Regions from separate parts of the Mus musculus genome. Here region 2 is linked to region 1. The links are chromatin contacts, called in public promoter capture Hi-C maps. All regions are on one chromosome and are shown on one strand. The core of a region is the stretch at or near the end of the contact, and the rest is flanking DNA. Distances in the headings are between cores, read along the strand shown.

Evidence for each region. Promoter capture Hi-C pulls out the DNA fragments that hold promoters and counts their contacts.
Region 2: a promoter capture Hi-C map of hippocampal neurons shows a contact between it and region 1, with 5 times the contacts expected there. The contact joins the promoter of Msantd3 here to the enhancer-like site in region 1. A contact is called at or near these places in 6 of 39 promoter capture datasets (the C10 cell line, cranial neural crest, frontonasal cranial neural crest and 3 more), 1 of 115 datasets of contacts at active chromatin or transcription factors (double positive thymocytes) and 2 of 9 other capture datasets (adipose tissue and liver).

The regions. Positions count from the first base shown.
Region 1 is chr4:47,516,811-47,521,221 of GRCm38.p6, forward strand. No RefSeq gene overlaps it. Among named protein-coding and RNA genes, the nearest start is that of Gm42283, 24 kb to the left of the region's middle. Within about 2 kb of position 2,246, at least 18 of the 459 cell types and tissues checked have an H3K27ac peak or open chromatin away from gene starts, as enhancers often do. A contact at or near this core is called in hippocampal neurons, where this site is marked.
Region 2 is chr4:48,537,914-48,542,324 of GRCm38.p6, forward strand. Msantd3 (Myb/SANT-like DNA-binding domain containing 3) reads left to right here and starts at 2,168. Exons shown (of 3, transcript NM_001145924.1): 1 at 2,168-2,358.

The DNA of each region.
Region 1 (4,411 bases), core at 996-3,495:
GTTGGGTATGTCTGATAGAGCTTCAGGTTCACTACTAGTGAGGACGTCAGAGCTAAGTCATCCACAGATTTGTGTCATTTTCTCATTCTTTATCAATAGCATCTTGACATTGTTTGGGATTCCTCTGTGCCCAGGGAAACAACTTCATTCCTGGTCTCCCTTGCATCTGAGGGCAGTCACGAGCATGGCATGGCCTGTGCAAGTGGAGACTTTGTTGGGATTTCAGGAAAGCTTTTCTTCCCTGAGGGAGGAGCTATCTCTTTCCCCAACCCCTTCCCCCCTCCTCACTTTCCTCCTCCTCCTCCTCCTCCTCCTCCTCCTCCTCCTCCTCCTCCTCCTCTTCTTCTTCTTCTTCTTCTCCTCCTCCTCCTCCTCCTCCTCCTCTTCCTTCTCCGCCTCCTCCTCCTCTTCCTCCTCCTCCTCCTCCTCCTCCTCCTCCTCCTCCTCCTCCTCCTCCTCCTCCTCCTCCTCCTTCTTCTCCCAAATGTGAGGCTGGTCGTGAGCAGCCATCTTGCAGCTCTAAGATGGCCAGTCAAACTGTGAAGACAGATGGCAGGATGGCTCAGTGGTAAAGGCACTTGCTCACTGCCAAGCTTGACAACCTGAGTTTGAGCCCCAGAACCCACAAGGCAGAAGGAGAGAAGTGGCTCCCTCCAGTTGTCTTCTGATCTTGTGCAGCATGACACTTGTATACCCTCCTACTCCACTCCATATAAAAACAACGTGAAAAGAAATTTAAAACTCGTTAAGTAAAAATAACATTCAACTGTCTAATTAGGCACACCAGTGCCTACATCTCTCTCACACACAAACGTGCAGTTCCTACTGACACATTCATGAGTACGCTGGATACGAGGGTACCAGCTCAGAAAGAAGAGGTAGTAGGAGGCTAGAAAGGTTGAGCCCAGCAGTGGCAACTGGCACTTCTCAAAGATTGCTTCCATAAATGCTGGCCTGGTAAAAACAGTCTGGTGTCCTGTGTCTCCAGAGCTCGCCCAGAGAAGACATTGAGATGCTCTGCTGAAAAGCTTCTCTCCATCTCCCATCTGGTTGCACAGCAAGAGGGAGTCCAGCGGTTATCCTGCCCCCTTTCCAGGACCTCCACTTATGAGGCAAGGATGCCACAGTGTGGGTGGGAAGTTACTGTGAGAGTCAAGGGCCTGCAGAGGTTATATACCTTTCTTTTCACACTAGGAAGTCTGAAATTAGATGTAGAAAGACAGGAGTCACATAACAAAAGCTGAAGGAAAAGAGGGGGGCTGCTGAACTGGTCTCTGACAACTGTGCTGAAGGAGATGGGTTGATTTGGGCAGGCAGAGGGCACAGCATTGCAAATGCAGGAAGCAGAAATGGGCTGAGAATTGCTGCACAAAAGCAAGGGGGACCTGAAGAGCAAGCCAGAACCTAAGGACTGTCACACTGTAAAGAATGGGATGGCAAACTCAGGGCAAAGGGAAATGGCAGGGTGTGAGGTGTTTATGCCCATGCTGCGTTGCCCTGAAGGTGATGTAGGGAACACGGAGGTGGCGGGAATGTTTCCCTACTGTTGAGGATGAATTCTTTAAAGCAGCTCCTTCCCAGGTTTGGAAGCTAGAAGTTGCTCTACAGCACAGATCTGGAAGAATCCGAGGCCAGCCTCCCCTTTCTTTCTTCCCATCCACTCACTAATGCTTCTGCGCATGCGCTTGCACACACACACACACACACACACACACACACACACACACACACACACACACACACACACACAGAGCATCTTTCTACCCCGCGTGGCAGGGCCATAGAGAACATCGTTCCCGGGTAATGAGACAATTAGCTCCTTGAATTCTTCCTGCAGGAACAAATCCGGGCCCCCATGGCATCTGTCCCCTCCTGTTCCTCCAGCTGGCCTCCTTGCCATGTGCACCCCCTCCCGGAACCAGGCCTGGCCTCCTGCCCCTGCCCACTTGTGCTTGTGCCTTACTGGAGCTTAGGGTGCAGGGCTGGAGCTCTGGTGTGTGTGTGTGTGTGTGTGTGTGTGTTGGGGTGGGGAGTTAGGGTGGTGGTGGTGGAATGGGGCTCATGGTGAGGGACTGGAGCATGTGGTGCAGAGCTGGAGCTCCTGTGGTGGGGTGGGGTCAGGAACAGGTGCTGGGGTGTGGAGCTGGGGCTGGAGCTCACAGCATCCAGAGCAGCAAGGAGTTGCAGGCAGGCTGCCGGTGGCGTGATGGAGGCCTGTGCCCCTGAGCCACGAACCCAGCTGCACAGTTCTCCTGTGGGGCTGGCAGTCACTTCTTCAAAGCTGCTCTGCAGCGAGGTGGCATATGGCCCCCTGACAGAGCAGCTGCTGGGGAAGAAGCCGCCGAAAGGAAGCCTTGGGGGATAAATACAAGAAGCGCATGTCACCACGCAGCGCCCGAAGCGGCCCCGGAGCTTCTCCGGAGGAACGTGGTTTTAGATGATGTGCGAGGGCCTCTGCCTTTAGAATGTTTCTCACCATCATCGCGGAACTAGAATATCACTGGACACTTACTAGGAACCAGACAGCTCTGTATTCTGCTTTAGAGGAACCATATCATGGATTCCTTTGAACATCCCTCCGGAGAACTCTGGGTGTTCCCATGTTGTAGAAGAGCACACCAAAGGTCGAGAGAGAACTTCAGGATTTTATGCTGTCCCGTGGCTTATGAGCGACCTGTGGCTGACTCTAAAGCCTTCAGTTGACTTCTCTTTTGCGGCTTGAGGCCATAGCCATCTTGGTCAGAGCATCTTGTAGACTTGGTAGTTAGGATGCCAGGCCTGGTGTCATTTGCAAAAACAACTAGAACACACACTCTCCTATCTGAGGTTCGGAGAGTAAGGGCAGGCATGGTCACCTGGCATTTCTAGCTTCTAAAACAGGGGTGGCATTCTGTGGAGTAATTTAATAGAAATATATGGAGAATGAACCATGCCTGGGGGAGCTACTTTCCCATTTTGCAGGTAGGTAAACAGGGGATTGGGGCTTTGCCTAAGGCCTCATTATAAGCCTGCCAGAGAGGAGACTTGGGCTCCGAGCTTCACACTACACATCTTATCCTCTTTGCTTTGCCTGGAGTGGATCATATTAAGGAAGGAGCCTTCTTAGCTGGAGGAGGAGGGAAAAGAAAGAACAGGAAGTCATGACTGTAGCTTATTCTTGACAGTGGCTGGTATCTCTACACATCTCCAGGCTATAGAGCTTGCAGACTGATTCAAAGAACATCTAGATTGAGCTAAAAGATACTGTGATTTTTTTTCACTTGTCCTCAACTCTGTTTGTAACCCAATTCCCAGAGGCCCCAGGAACTTGTGGGTCGGTCCCTCTCTCTCCATTCAATGCCACTTCTCCTGGTGAATCTGCCACCCCAGTTGGGGATCTGGACCTTCCAGACGAGGAGGCAGAAACCAAGAGCCCATTCATCACACAGAAAACGGATACCTACCTGTCAGATTCAATTCCACTCCAATGCTGCAAACTTATGGCCAAACAGAGGGCCTCATTTTCCCAGGCACTAGGATGGAAGAGTTGCCAAGTAAAGGGCAAAGCACAAGTGGCAACCCCTTTAGTAGCTCCCCACAAGGCTGTGACAAATCTCTGCCTGCCAGGGTCTTGCTTCACAACACAAGGCTGGAAGATTTGTCAGATGTCTTCTGAGCGTGGACTCACTGTGCTGTTTGGTCAGGGAAGCAATACATCCAAGTTCTGGCCTCCCTTTTCTTAAGTGGAGGCTATGATCCTATACATGAACCTTGGCTGAGCTTCAGAACAGTGAAGGGGGATACGAGCCCCTCCCCCCCCTCCCCCCGGCAACATGCAAAGAAAACCAGAAACCGCTGATAATTTGTGGGTTGGATTCAAGAGTTTCTGAGCACGACAGCGTCCTTGGTCATGAGGACAAGAACAGAAGCATGTCACATCTGGCTTGCAAACAATCTTTGAGGTCTGTTGAGACCAGGTACATTGCTTGAGGTCCTGTTTATGAGGTACAAGGATACTCTGAATGGAGTTACTGTATGTAGAGTCGGCTGGATTTCTGAGCATGGTGTGTGTGTGTGTGTGTGTGTGTGTGTGTGTGTGTGTGTGTGCCTGTGTCTGTCTGTCTGTGTTTGTAGTGTGTGTATGTATGTGTGCCTGTGTCTGTCTGTCTGTGTTTGTAGTGTCTGTCTGTCTGTCTGTGTTTGTAGTGTATGTGTGTCTGTCTGTCTGTCTGTGCTTGTAGTGTGTGTGTGTGTGTGTATGCACATGTGCATGGTCACATCTGTGTGTGCGCATGCCTGTGGAGGCCAGAGGACAGCGTCTGCCAAGCAGTTTAGCAGTTTAGTTTGCCCAGTGAGCTCCAGGGACCTGTCTTCACCTCTCAGCACTGGGATTACAAGCACATACGCTGTGCCTCTTCGTTTTTTAAATTTA
Region 2 (4,411 bases), core at 918-3,417, 1.0 Mb after region 1:
GAGGTCCCAGTGTGGGTGGTCCCATCCTTGGGTTGGTAGTCTTGGTTTTATAAGAGATCAGGTTGAACAAGCCAGGGAAAGCAAGCCAGTAAGTAACATCCCTCCATGGCCTCTGAATCAGTTCCTGCTTTTTGACCTGCTTGAGTTCCAGTCCTGACTTCCTTTAGTGATGAACTAACGTGGAAATGTAAGCTGAATAATCCCTTTCCTCCCCAACTTGCTTCTTGGTCATGATGTTTGTGCAGGAATAGAAACCCTGACTAAGACACCACCCCATCACGTAGGCATTGTTAACTCCCTCATAAACAATGAGAACACAGATTCAAGGAAGAGAAAATATGTCATGAAGAAATATGTAGTATATAGGTCCTCGTGGTACATCTCCTGCTTGCCCATACTTTACTACCTATCAATCAAATTTCCAATCTAAATTGATCTTCAAATTTCAGTCCAATAGTTTTCCTTTTTGTTTTTTGTTGTTGTTGTTTTGTTTTGTTTTTCGAAACAAGGTTTCTCTGTATAGCCCTGGCTGTCCTGGAACTTACTTTGTAGATCAGGCTGGCCTCGAACTCAGAAATCTGCCTGTCTCTGCCTCCCAAGTTCTGGGACTAAAGGCGTGCGCCACCACGCCCGGCTAATAGTTTTCCTTTGGTTACATCCTCAGAACAATATCTTTAAGGACTTCCGATCTGACATTACTTGGAAGGCCTAAGTGCAAATCATAAAGTTTGTTAGCCAATAGCACCCTCCCCACCCACCAGTCAGTTTCCTGACTCTGGGCAATTTCAAAGCTCCTGGGACAGTAGATAAGTTATTGTTAACACAAGGCAGAAAAAGTAGTTACAACTCTCTAGTCTAGTATTTTATAGGTGCTTCTGCCTCCATACCAGAAAATGTTAGGCTGTCTCTCTGTTCTTTCCCCAGTTCAAAAACCGGATGATCACCTGTTTAAAGACTGAATGTGTGACTCATGCCTGTAATTCCAGCATTCCAGAGGCAGAAGCAGGAGGATCTGAAATCCAAGGTCATTCTCTGCCTCATAGCAAGTTTGAGGCTAGCCTGGGCTAGAGGAGACCCTGCCTCAAAAAGCAACAACAAAGTTACACATGGCCACATTACCACATATGATCCAGAAATTCTACTCTAAGTATGTATCCCAAAGAATTGGAAACAGGTTCTTTAGACAAATGCATGTCTAGGGGTTTTCAGAGAACCAGTTCACATTAGCCAAAAGGTGGAAATAATCTAAACATCCACTAATTTCTGTAAGAACAGATATGCAAACTGTAGAATACACAATGGTCAGCTTATGTAGCCACAAAAAGCAATGAAGTAAGAGGCATGCTACAATCTGGATGAACCTTGTTTGGATTCTTTGACCTGGCCAGAGTGACCAGGCCCAATGAAGCTGGCCTGTGATATCAGCTACGAGCTAGGGAAGCTGAGGCAGGAGGTTTGTAGATTTGTAGGCTGCCTGGGCCCCAGAGTTCAATGCCAACCTGGGCAGCTTAGTGAGTACCACCCCCAACTACACACACACACACACACACACACACACACACACACACACACACACACATACACACATACACACAACCTGCCGCGTGCTCCAAAAAGACACACGACTCCATTTACATGAAATGTACAAAAAGGTAAATCGATAGAAACAGAAAAGAGATTAATGGTTTTCAGGGACTAGGCAAAGGAGTGACTACGTAATTGGTGCGGGGGTTTCCTTCGGATGGAACCCTTAAGAATAAGGAGGTGAAGTGATTATCGTTGGCTATTCTAAGTGTAATGAGTGCCACAGGATTGTTTATTTTTAAATTGTTATCTCTACGCTTGGTTGAGTTTCATCTCGCTTAAAAAGAAAAAGTTTGAGAACCTTCTCTTTGCCCTTCTCTGGGCTTGGAATCTTCTTCACGGATCTATGGCAAAAGAAACCGTCTTCATCCTGGGGGGAGGGGTGAAGGCCTTGTCGGCAGAAGGACCCCTGCCCCCAGTTGTTTAAGCCGCCCGGCATTCGTCGCAGCGCGCCTTGGGTCCCACTGGGTAGGCACACAGGGTCTGAGTCGTGTCCTGAGGTCGGTGCACGTAGCCGGGGTCCTTGGGGGGAGGGGGAGCGCACACCCCATCTCTGGAGACACATCCCGCCCATTAGAATCACAAAAGTTGGCGCTGAACTCAGAGTAGGAAGGGGTGCCGTTCCCAGCCTCGTGGAGTCCCCGACGAAAAGGGCCCACGTCAGTCAGGAGGCTCGCGCTAACTCGTGCGGGCGACTGCCACATCCCCGGTGTGGGAAAATGCATTCTTTTGTTGTTGGCGGAGACGGGCCCCTTCCGCAGCTCCCGGGCCAAGGTGGGCAGCGCGGCGGAACCGGGGCTCGGGAAGGTGGGGGACTGCACGGGGCCGCGCTCCCGCCCTCCGCGGCGCCCACGGAGCGGCAGGCGGCAGCGGCCCGCGAGGGGGCGGCGGCGCGGGGCTTTGTGGCCGCGGCGCGCGCGGCGGGGCCTGGCCGGCCGGGGGCGCGCGGCCGCCCGGCGCCTGGAGCCCGCGGCCCTGCCGGCCGCCCAGCCCGCCAGAGCAGCCCAGGCCGCCGCGCCCGCGCCTCCGCGCCCCTCCCCGGGACTTGCGGCCGCCGCGCCGCCGCTGCAGGTAGGAGGTTGAGGCCCGGAGGGCCGCGGCCGGCGGGGAAAGCGGGCGGAGCGGGAGCGCGGGGGTCTGGCGGGCTCCCGGGCCGAGCCGCCGCGCCCTCCTCCCCGCAGGCCGACGGCCGCCTGCGCGCGCCGCGGTGCCCCGGGAGCCCGGCCGGCCTGCCGCGTACAAAGCGCCGGCGCGCGGGCCTCGCAGACGCGCTGGAGCTCCCGGGACGGGAGCTTGGAGCCCGGGGCCCGGGAGGCTCTTGGGGGGAAACCCGGCTGACCCCGCGGAGCCCCGGTCCACATATCCCCACTGTGTGCGGGGGAACTGTGCTCACCGCTTTTCAGTACTTGTCTCCATTGAGACCCCCTGCCTCCTCCAGTCCGGTCCAGAGGTATAAAGGGCTGGGTCCCTCCTAAAGAGGATCTTAGAAGGAAATAGTGCATCACATCCCTGCCCGACTGACCTTGGGAAAGCTCCTTTACTCTGAGGCTGCTGGGTTGATGTTTCTATAATGGGGGAGTAGGGTGTGATGTAATACCCACCCCCAAGTACTATTGTGAGAGATAATGTGTGTCGGCTGATAGCTAAAATTAAGCACTTCATGTCCCAGGCCCTAGGTCCTAAACAGTTGGCTTGAATTATTAAACCATCGCACGGGCAATCTGTAAATTGCAGGAAGGGTTTTTATGTTGGAGTAAGAAACAAGAATTTAGTCTCCTGTTGTGATTATTGAGAATGGATGTTTTATTGCTATGATAAGTACAAAATGTTTTGCGGTACTTAGGATAATGGTTCTAGGATAAAGACACATATTTTCACACATTTAAAACTGGAGCTGGAATAATAGGGCCTGAGTTGTGTGTGTGGGATTTTCGCATATCCGAAGAGACCATGCGTGTGTAGTTACCCAGGAAATTGTTGAAAGTTAATAAAATAGTTCCTGAGTTTAGGATTGAGGCCAGCTACGAGAGTTTGAGACCGGAGAGCAAGAAAAGGGATGGAGAAAAAGTATTTCAAAACCCGGAGAAAGATGGGGTCATCCGCTTACTCTCCCCACAGCTGCGTCTTGCGACAGGTCCATTCTGAGGAGGTAGCAGGAGAGGTCCTGAAGAAAGATCAGAAGTTGTCTTTCTTTACTCCTGCAGCAGGGTGAAAGCGTTCAGAAGCCATGCAGACCCTGTCGTTAGGCCTGGAAAAGCGTTCTGCGACTTGGGATGCAGGGGTTCCTGGTAGCAGTGTTTGTTTGTGTTTCGGGAGATGACGATAGCAAACAGCCCCCAAGGTTGATAAGTGGTTAACTTAGCAGCGGCCTAACTGATGTGAAGAAGGGGAGTTGCGACCCTTCCTCACTTAAGTGTCCCAGTGGGCTTGAAGAAACTTTTGAGTTTCAGTTTGGGATGGGGGAGAAAGGCTTTGTAGCCTGCATGAAAAAAATGAGGAGGACAGGAAATATCCAGGGGCGGCAGTAGGGGGGGAGGGCAGTAAGGAAAGGAACTGGGCGCTTTAGTCCACAGCCTGCTGGAAGCATGGCTGGCCCCTTCTCAGAGAAGGCACCCTGCCCTCTCCCAATTTCTTACACCTTTCCCATGAGTGTGCCTGACAGACTTGTTGGATAAAGGAGTTTTGTTTCAAACTAGGACTCAGAAGAGAATTTGGGGGTACACAGAGATGCCCAGTGGAAAGAGCAAGTGCTCTGGGGGAGATAGACAGCTGGGACCTCATCTATTTCCTGACTATCACTCACCTTATGATTATAGTTTGTGCATGT